2 separate regions of the Delphinus delphis genome follow, and region 2 is linked to region 1. A link is a contact called in public Hi-C data. All regions are on one chromosome and are shown on one strand. Each heading gives the region's core, a stretch centred on a gene start, on an enhancer-like site or on the middle of the called end of the contact. The rest is flanking DNA. Distances are from core to core; before and after follow the strand shown. Region 1 holds the start of LENG9 (leukocyte receptor cluster member 9). Region 2 holds the start of NDUFA3 (NADH:ubiquinone oxidoreductase subunit A3).

Region 1 (3,838 bases), core at 1,322-3,821:
AAAGAAAAATAGGGAGTTCTCTGGTAGTCCAGTGGTTAAGACTCCGTGCTTCCACTGCGGGGGGGTGGGGTGGGGGGGCGGGGGGGAGTGTGGGTTCGATCCCTGGCCGGGGAACTAAGATCCTGCATGGTGCAGGGTAAATGCATCATGCAGGCATTTATTTAGTTAGTTATTAAATAAATAAGAAAATAGAATTGAAACTGAGTGCCTAGCATGAGATAAGAGTAGGTCTCAATTCACAAAATGTTTGTTTCCCTTATGTGGGGGGGGGGGGGTGTGGTTGTGGGTGGGGAAGGAATGGTGACTGTGTGCCAGATTGCAATAAAATATATTTATTCATCTAGGTTGAGGTCAGGGAAGTTTGAGAAACACGACAGAGGTGGTAAATCAAGACTGGTTTTTCCAGAAGTAACTGTAAAGTGTGTGCGTGTGTGTGTGTGTGTGTGTGTGTGTGTGTGTGTTTGGGTAGGGGAGAAGGGAGCTCTCAGAACATATCCATCTACAATTATTTCAAATCCTTTTGGCTTTAATTTTTCTCCACGTTATCACTGATCTTTCCCATGGTGCTGGTCCCTGAAAGGACAAGGCTGGCTGCTTTGCCTGCTTCATAGGATTTGATCTAAATTTTGTTCCACAGTTTTGTTTGGGAACACATGCCCCTCCCCAACACTATCAGTTGGCTGGCACTGTTAAAAATATAGTTTTCTTTGAGTATTTCTATGCGTCCTGCAAGGAAGGTAGTGTCATTTTATCCATTTTCCAGATAGAAAACAGACAGAGAGCAATCACATAATTTATCCCAATTCATCCAGTTGGCAAAGGGTGGGGCTTCAATTCAAATGGAAAGGTTTTTTTAAAAATTGTTATTATTATAATAACAGTGACTGTTAAAACAAAAGTACAAGGTCATCAAAGTCCCTCCCAGAAGTTCCATAGAAACGGCCAAGTTCCAGGATATGGGCAAAGGTTGGCAGGCATATCTATTTACCATCGAGTCTGATGCAGTCATGTAGCTATAGGGTACCTAGTTAACAGTTCATGAGCTGCCCGTTTGGAACTTATGCCATTCTTGCCATGTTTTAACACAGGAAAATTTGCATGATTATTATTGTTACTCTTGTTTTCCAAGAAGTAAGACTTATATGTTTTTTTCAAAACCAGATTATTCAAATTATAAAATGCTGTGCAAATATATAGATTTCCCAGGCCCACCCTAAATCTCCCAAATTACAATCCTCAGGCCAGCCTACGTGATGACTTTTGTATGTTCTAGGCAAAGCTTTCATGGAGATAATTATATATATATATATAATAATTATATTTTACGACTGCGTTGGTATAAAGGCAAACATAATCCAGACGTTTTAAAATAAAACACGGCAGCCCCGTCTGGGAAGGGGCTTCTGTACACCATGTGTTGAGGGGGAGGGTCTCATCTGTGCTCCCCGGGGTTTTGTGGGCTCTGCAGGCCCCAAAGGTGGCGGGGCTGGAGAGGAAGACCTGGGCCCGTGTCCCTGCCCTGCGGGAGCTGGGGACCAGTGGCCTCAGTAAAGGACAAGAGGTTCAAAAAAATAATAACAAAACGTTTAAACATGTGTGCGGGCCTCTAGAAATGTGGCGGGCCCTGGGCACTGTGTCTGTTGCACCCAAAGGACAGAGTCCGCCCTGTCTTCATGGTGGATGGCCCTGTGTTTAAGCTGGAGTTTCTGTCAAGTTTGGGAAGCAGTCCAAAAGGCTTGGTGAAGCATGTTGCTTGTTCTCTGACCTATAAAAGCTCAAACGTTAGTTCTTAGTGGAATTAACATATGGGCAGACCTAAATTTGAGTCTGAGATTTGAATCAAGCAGCTGTAACCTCGGACCTCTGGGAGCCTCAGTTTCCCCACTTGTAAAATGGGAGTGATCCCACCACCATCATCCTGTACTTATGGAGAGCATCCTCTGAACGGCGTGCTACGCCCAGGGCTGGGAACACGGAAGGCCTCGGTAGCGTCCTCCCGGGGTAGGCCGTGCTAACCCGTCCCTATCCCGCAGATGCCGGTCCTGAAGCAGCTGGGCCCCGCGCAGCCCAAGAAACGGCCGGAGCGCGGCGCTCTGTCCATCTCCGCGCCGCTCGGCGACTTCCGGCACACTCTGCACGTGGGGCGCGGCGGCGACGCCTTCGGAGACACTTCGTTCCTGAGCCGCCACGGCGGCGGGCCACCCCCTGAGCCCCGGCCGCCGCCCGCGGGAGCCCCGCGCTCCGCGCCGCCGCCCGCCGTGCCGCAGCCCCCGCCGCCCGCCCTCCGCGCGCCAGCGCCCGCCGACCCGCTGCTGTCCTTCCACCTGGATTTGGGCCCCTCCATGCTGGACGCAGTGCTGGGCGTCATGGACGCGGAACGCCCGGGCGCCGCTGCCGCCAAGCCCGACGTGGACCCCGGCCCCGGGGCGCAGCACCCTAGGGCCCGTTGCCTCCCCAACGCGGACCTCGAGCTGGACGACGTCATCGGCCTGTAGGCACCCCCATTCCCTGCGCCCTTACCGTCCAGCTCCCCACTTCTTTATACATAAACCGACAAGGTCTGTGCCCCGGGTTTTGTCTGTTTACTTTGCATGTGGGAAGGGGGGACGGGGAGGGGTGATGAGGTCCTGGCGCCTTTAAGAGCTAGGTATGTCACGTGAGGTTCCGGTCCCAGCCAGGTGGGTGGAGGTCTCAGGATTAACCTGGTGTAATGGGATGCGGCCCCTTTAAGAGAGCCAGGGGCGTGGCTGGGTGGTGCCCCTCCCAGGGGCGGGGTTCCGAAGTGGCCGCTCCCACAGCCTGGTTTTTTCAGCAGTGTTGGCTGCGCGTCGCCGCCGCCGCCGCCTGCCGGACGCGGTCCCGGGCCCGGCCTGACTCGCTCCCTCGGGCCGGCCGACGGCTGTGACCCCGTGAGCTCCGCGTCTCCAGTGGACCCAGCCCAGGCGAGCTGTCCTTTACCCCGGGAGCGGCCGCACAGGAAAAGTGGCCGGGAAGAGGCGTGGTCCCCGTAGAAAAGGGACGCCCCAAAGTTGTGTCATCCTGAGGGCGACAGTTGCGTCCCAAATCCGGGCTACGAAGTTCGTTCTGGGCCTACAGGCGTCCGGTTGTCCCGCGGAGGGCGAGGCCCAACGAATGCCCGGAGGGGCGTGATAGCACATGCAAATCATTAGGCGTGCGGGGTGTGCGAGCCCAGCTCGTCAGGGGCCAAGAGAGAGCGGGGCCGCATCGTTAAAGCACTGGACTAGGGACGGGGCCAGCTTCTCTAAGGAGCAAGAGTGGAGGGGCCGCACTTGTAAATCATTAGGTAGCGGAGCCAAGCTCACTAAGGGGCCAGAAGAGGCGAGGCCGCACCTGTAAGGTATTTGGGTTGTGGGGGCGGGGCCGCATATGTAAATTATTGGGTTGGGGCCGGGGCCACAGATAAAAACCGCTTGGCTGCAAGGGTCAGGCGCCTCCAGGGCACCGCGGAGGGCCGTCTCACGCGCGAGGTGCTTTCCAGGTCGGGGCGGGGCCTGAGCCTCGCCCGTGACGTCACAGCGGTGCCTGGCGCCCGTGCCGGCAGGACTGACCCAGGTGCGGGAACGGCCTGAGCGGGGCGAGCGCGCCAGCCGCACCCCACTCCCATGGCGGCGGCCGAAGGGCCGGAGCCGCCCGTGGGGGCCCCCAGCGCGGAACCCGCGCCGCCGCCGGCCTGCCGCTTCTTCCTGGAGGGCCGCTGCCGCTTCGGTGCCCGCTGCCGTCAGCCCCACCCCGGGGCGCCGGCGCCGCCGCAGCCTAGAGGCGAGCCCGAAGCAGAGGCCAAAGCCAAGAAGCCGCCGCTGCGCACGGCTGCGGCTGT
Region 2 (3,910 bases), core at 852-3,351, 430 kb before region 1:
GTTCTCCAGGTGATTCTTATTTGAAGTTGGAGTGTAATGGAGGGAAATTGAGAGGAAGAAGAGGTCTCACCCATCAGAAACCCTGGAAAGAAACCCAGCGCTGTTTCAGGGTGGAGGACCCTACTTTCCAAAGGGGAATAATAGGCATTGCTGGAGATCCTATTTCTCGAGCCCTGCACTTCGCCAAGCTCTGAGCCAAGGGTTTTATGCATGTGATTTTATTAAATCCTCACAACAGCCCATTTTACAGAGAAATAAGCTGAGTCTCAGCATTCAGTGGTTTGTTCAAGGTCATAAATGAATACGATGGTGAAACCGGGGTTCCAGCTTAGGTCTCTTTAACTCCAAAGTTCATGATCTTCACTACTTACCTATACTGGTCACTAAAATGAATGAGGAAGGAAGGAGGGAAAGAAATAAAGGAAGGGGGAGGGAAGTAAGGAAATCTGGGGGGAGGGGAGGCACCAAAATAAAATCTGAGTCGTTGGAAGTGGGGTGTCAGCAACACACAGGAGAATGGGTGCAGAGTGTTACTCACCAGTTGGAATGATGTCTGCGTGACACACCAGCCCTATAGAAGGTCGAAGGGGTTTGGTCTTGTCAAAGCCTTCGGTTGCTCCCGGCCCCACCTCATTGAGCACCCAGGAATCTAAGTCCCCAGGCCCTCTATCCTCTGGGAAACAGAAATCTTGCCCATACTTTCTCCTCAGTAGCCATAAATTCAGACTTCCAGTCCCCACTTATTCAAGAGCCCAAAAGTCTGGACCCAAGCCCATCTTGCCTCTACACCCAAGAGTTCAGGCCCTTGGATTCCACCGTTTCGAGGAGATAATAATCTGAGCCCACAGTTTCTCCTCTCTGGGCTGCAGGAGTCTGGGCCCCCAGTTTCCTTCTTTCCCAGGTGTCTTGGCTTCTCCATCTCCCTCCCACATCAAGATCTAGGACCATAGGTTCTCTGTCTCCAGGAATTCAGATCCCTAGCCCTCTCCTGCTTCAAGATCTAGAGAATCCTGCCCCCAACTTCCTCCTCTTCCAGGAACCCAGGAATTCAGGACCCCTGGGTCCTCTTGCCTTAGGACCCAGGGGTCTGAGCCCCAGTCCTGTTATTCTGGCCTAGAATTCCAAACCCTCAGCTCGTGCCTCCTGATCACCCTGCACCTGCCCTCAGGGAGACCCCAGCCCAGCCAGGGGCCCAGGGAGAAGGGGTTGGGGTGTCTCACAGAGAGTCAGCAGCTGCAGATTCATCACCAGGGCCATGGTGGGCAGTTCTCGGCTGGAGCAGGAACAGGAGCCAGGGCTTGGCTGTGCCCTCCCCCCTACCAGGAAATGAGGCAACATCAGGAAGCCAGAGCCCTATTGAAGGAAGGAAGGAGCGAGGTGGGGGCCCCTGGGTGACTGTGTCACAGCCCCATGGTGCTGTGGAAAAAGTTGGGAGAGGGCGCAGTCATAACTGTTCTGTTCATTAAACTTTGGAAAAAAAAATTAGCACCTATTATGTGCCAGACCCTGTGCTACACGGTTGGGGGAAAGGGGCACAGAAGGGAGTCAGACCCCATTACAGTGCTCAAGTAGCTCCCAGCCTGATGGAAAGGCAGATTCCGACCAGGTTAGTTAAAACAAAACAGAACAAAATGATGTACGCTATAACGGAGGTCACATAGGGCACTGTGAGAGTATACAGAAGGTCCCTAACCCTTCTGAGATGAGACTTAGGGCTTGCAGGACGAACTGATTTTAAGCTGATACCTCAAATTGGTGATTCGTCCTCTCCCAGCCTCCGTTTGCCCATCTGTAAAATGGGCTCTCATAAGTAAACTATAAAATGAGGACTGATGCATTCCGCCTTAGCTGGGCCGCAGTAGGAGGACTGAAAGTTACTCCTCTGGAACGACTTTCTAGGCGGAGAGAAAAAAAGAGAGCGGCGGCAGGTGCGCCAAGACAGGTTTGCGCTTATATCTGCAGCATCACCTCTTTTCCCCGCAGCCATCGTCTAGGACCGCTGTTCTGCGCCAGTGCGCACGCGCGGATTTAGCCCGTGGAGGCTAGCGGGCCAGGACCACAACTCCCAGAGTGCTCCGCACTCCCGCCGCCGTCTGGGATTGCTGTTCTGCGCCAATGAGCACGCGCGGACTCCGACTGCGGAGGCCGTGCCCAGGGACCACAAGTCCCAGAGTGCTCCGCGCCCTCGCCGCCGCAGCCGCCGCCGCCGTTGCCGAGACCAAGATGGCCGGGAGTAAGTGCGGGTTCGGTCAGCGCGCGGGGATGGTACCGGGAACCCCGGGTGGTGCCAGGGGTAGGGCAAGACGGAGCCCCCGTGGAGGCGGTGGGGTCCGGGCCGGAGGGGGGCGCAGAGGTCACGAGGGAGCTCCTCCAGGGCGGGGGTGGCGCGAGAGGGGTAGAGGTCACCGGGGGTAACACCTGCAGGGGTGACCCTTCTCGCCCACCCTTCCAGGAATCGCCGCCTTTCTCAGGAATGTCTGGGCCAAGGAGCCGGTGCTAGTGGCATCCCTCACCATCGGGGGTCTCGGTGCGTGAGTGCCCCAGGCGCGAAAGTGCATCACCCCCAATCGGCGTCCCGGCTTTATCTCCTCCACCCCCTAGAGGTCCCACTGCCCCTCACCAGTGCTCCATCGCCCCCCCCACCATCGTTCCATCCTGTATCCCCGAGGCCCGACCGCCGTCCTCAACGTTCCGTGTCCCCACTTGTATGCCAACCCCCCCCCACCCCTAGTATTATGACTCCTCCACTACCCCATCGCTCCCCACCCCGTACACACCCACCCAAGAGGTCCAGAATCCCTTCAAAGAAGAGGTTGTCAACCCTAGCTGTGCATTATAATAGCTAAAAAAAAAAATAATAAATGAAAAGTAATGTCCTTATCCTCCCCTTTCACCCTCATCGCCCCCCCACCAGATTCTGAATTGAATTGGGTGGGGTGGAGGTGGGGCTAGGGAATCTTGTGTCTTGTGAAAATCCCCCAGTGATTCTTACGTGCTTCTGCGATTGAGAACCTCAGCTGTAGAACTGGGCTACTCAGATTTCAAGGTAATGCTGTGGGTCTTGGTGAAATACAGGTTCTGTTTCCGTAGGTCTGGGGTGGGTCTGGGGATGCTGCATTTCTAACACGTTCCCAGGTCTTGTCAATACTGCTGGTTGGCAGGCCACACACTGAGTGAGGTTCTAGAACACAGTTGTCCCACACGGCAGCCACGGGTCGCATGGGCCACTGAGCACTTGAAATGGGGCCAGTATGAATTGAGATGGTATATGTTACCCTGATGTAAAGCATACACGAGATTTCAAAGACTTTGTATAACAAAGCGTATATAAAATATCAATGTCTTTTATGCCGAGGATATGTTGAAATGCCTTGGGTATACCAGGTTAAATTTATCTTTTAATTTGTATGTTTTAACTTTTTTTTATAAATTTATTTATTTACTTTTGGCTGCTTTGGGTCTTTGTTGCTGCACGCAGCTCTTCTCTAGTTGCGGCGAGCGGGGTCTACTCTTTGTTGTGGTGCGCCGGCTTCTCATTGCGGTGGCTTCTCTTGTTGCAGAGCACGGGCTCTGGGCGCGCGGGCTTCAGTAGTTACGGCACGAGGGCTCAGTAGTTGTGGCTCGCAGGCTCAGTAGTTGTGGCTCGCAGGCTCAGTAGTTGTGGCACACGGGCTTAGTTGCTCTGCAGCATGTAGGGTCTTCCCGGACCAGGGCTCGAACCCACGTCCCCTGCATTGGCAGGCGGATTCTTAACCACTGCGCCACCAGGGAATCCCTGTATGTTTTAACTTTTATGTGGCTATTAGAAAATGAAAAATTACATACATGTCTCTCATATTTATGTCGGACAGCACTGACCCAGAATATTCCTTTACATGCCCTGCCCCACCCGCCATGACTCCCTGCTCCT

The links. Hi-C and Micro-C count contacts between places; a contact is called where the count stands out from the background.
Region 2: a Hi-C map of lung shows a contact between it and region 1, with 4 times the contacts expected there. The contact joins the promoter of NDUFA3 here to the promoter of LENG9 in region 1.

What each region holds. Positions count from the first base shown.
Region 1 is chr20:3,834,261-3,838,098 of mDelDel1.2, reverse strand. It overlaps LENG9 (leukocyte receptor cluster member 9), which reads left to right and starts at 2,571. Exons shown (of 1, transcript XM_060000449.2): 1 at 2,571-3,838. The coding sequence starts at 3,624. It overlaps CDC42EP5 (CDC42 effector protein 5), which reads left to right. Exons shown (of 3, transcript XM_060000483.1): 3 at 2,034-2,564. The coding sequence starts at 2,034. The coding sequence ends at 2,495. All of the region lies in intron 11 of LOC132416835 (NACHT, LRR and PYD domains-containing protein 2), which reads right to left.
Region 2 is chr20:4,267,234-4,271,143 of mDelDel1.2, reverse strand. It overlaps NDUFA3 (NADH:ubiquinone oxidoreductase subunit A3), which reads left to right and starts at 2,101. Exons shown (of 4, transcript XM_059999109.1): 1 at 2,101-2,233; 2 at 2,453-2,527. The coding sequence starts at 2,116. All of the region lies in intron 11 of LOC132416835 (NACHT, LRR and PYD domains-containing protein 2), which reads right to left.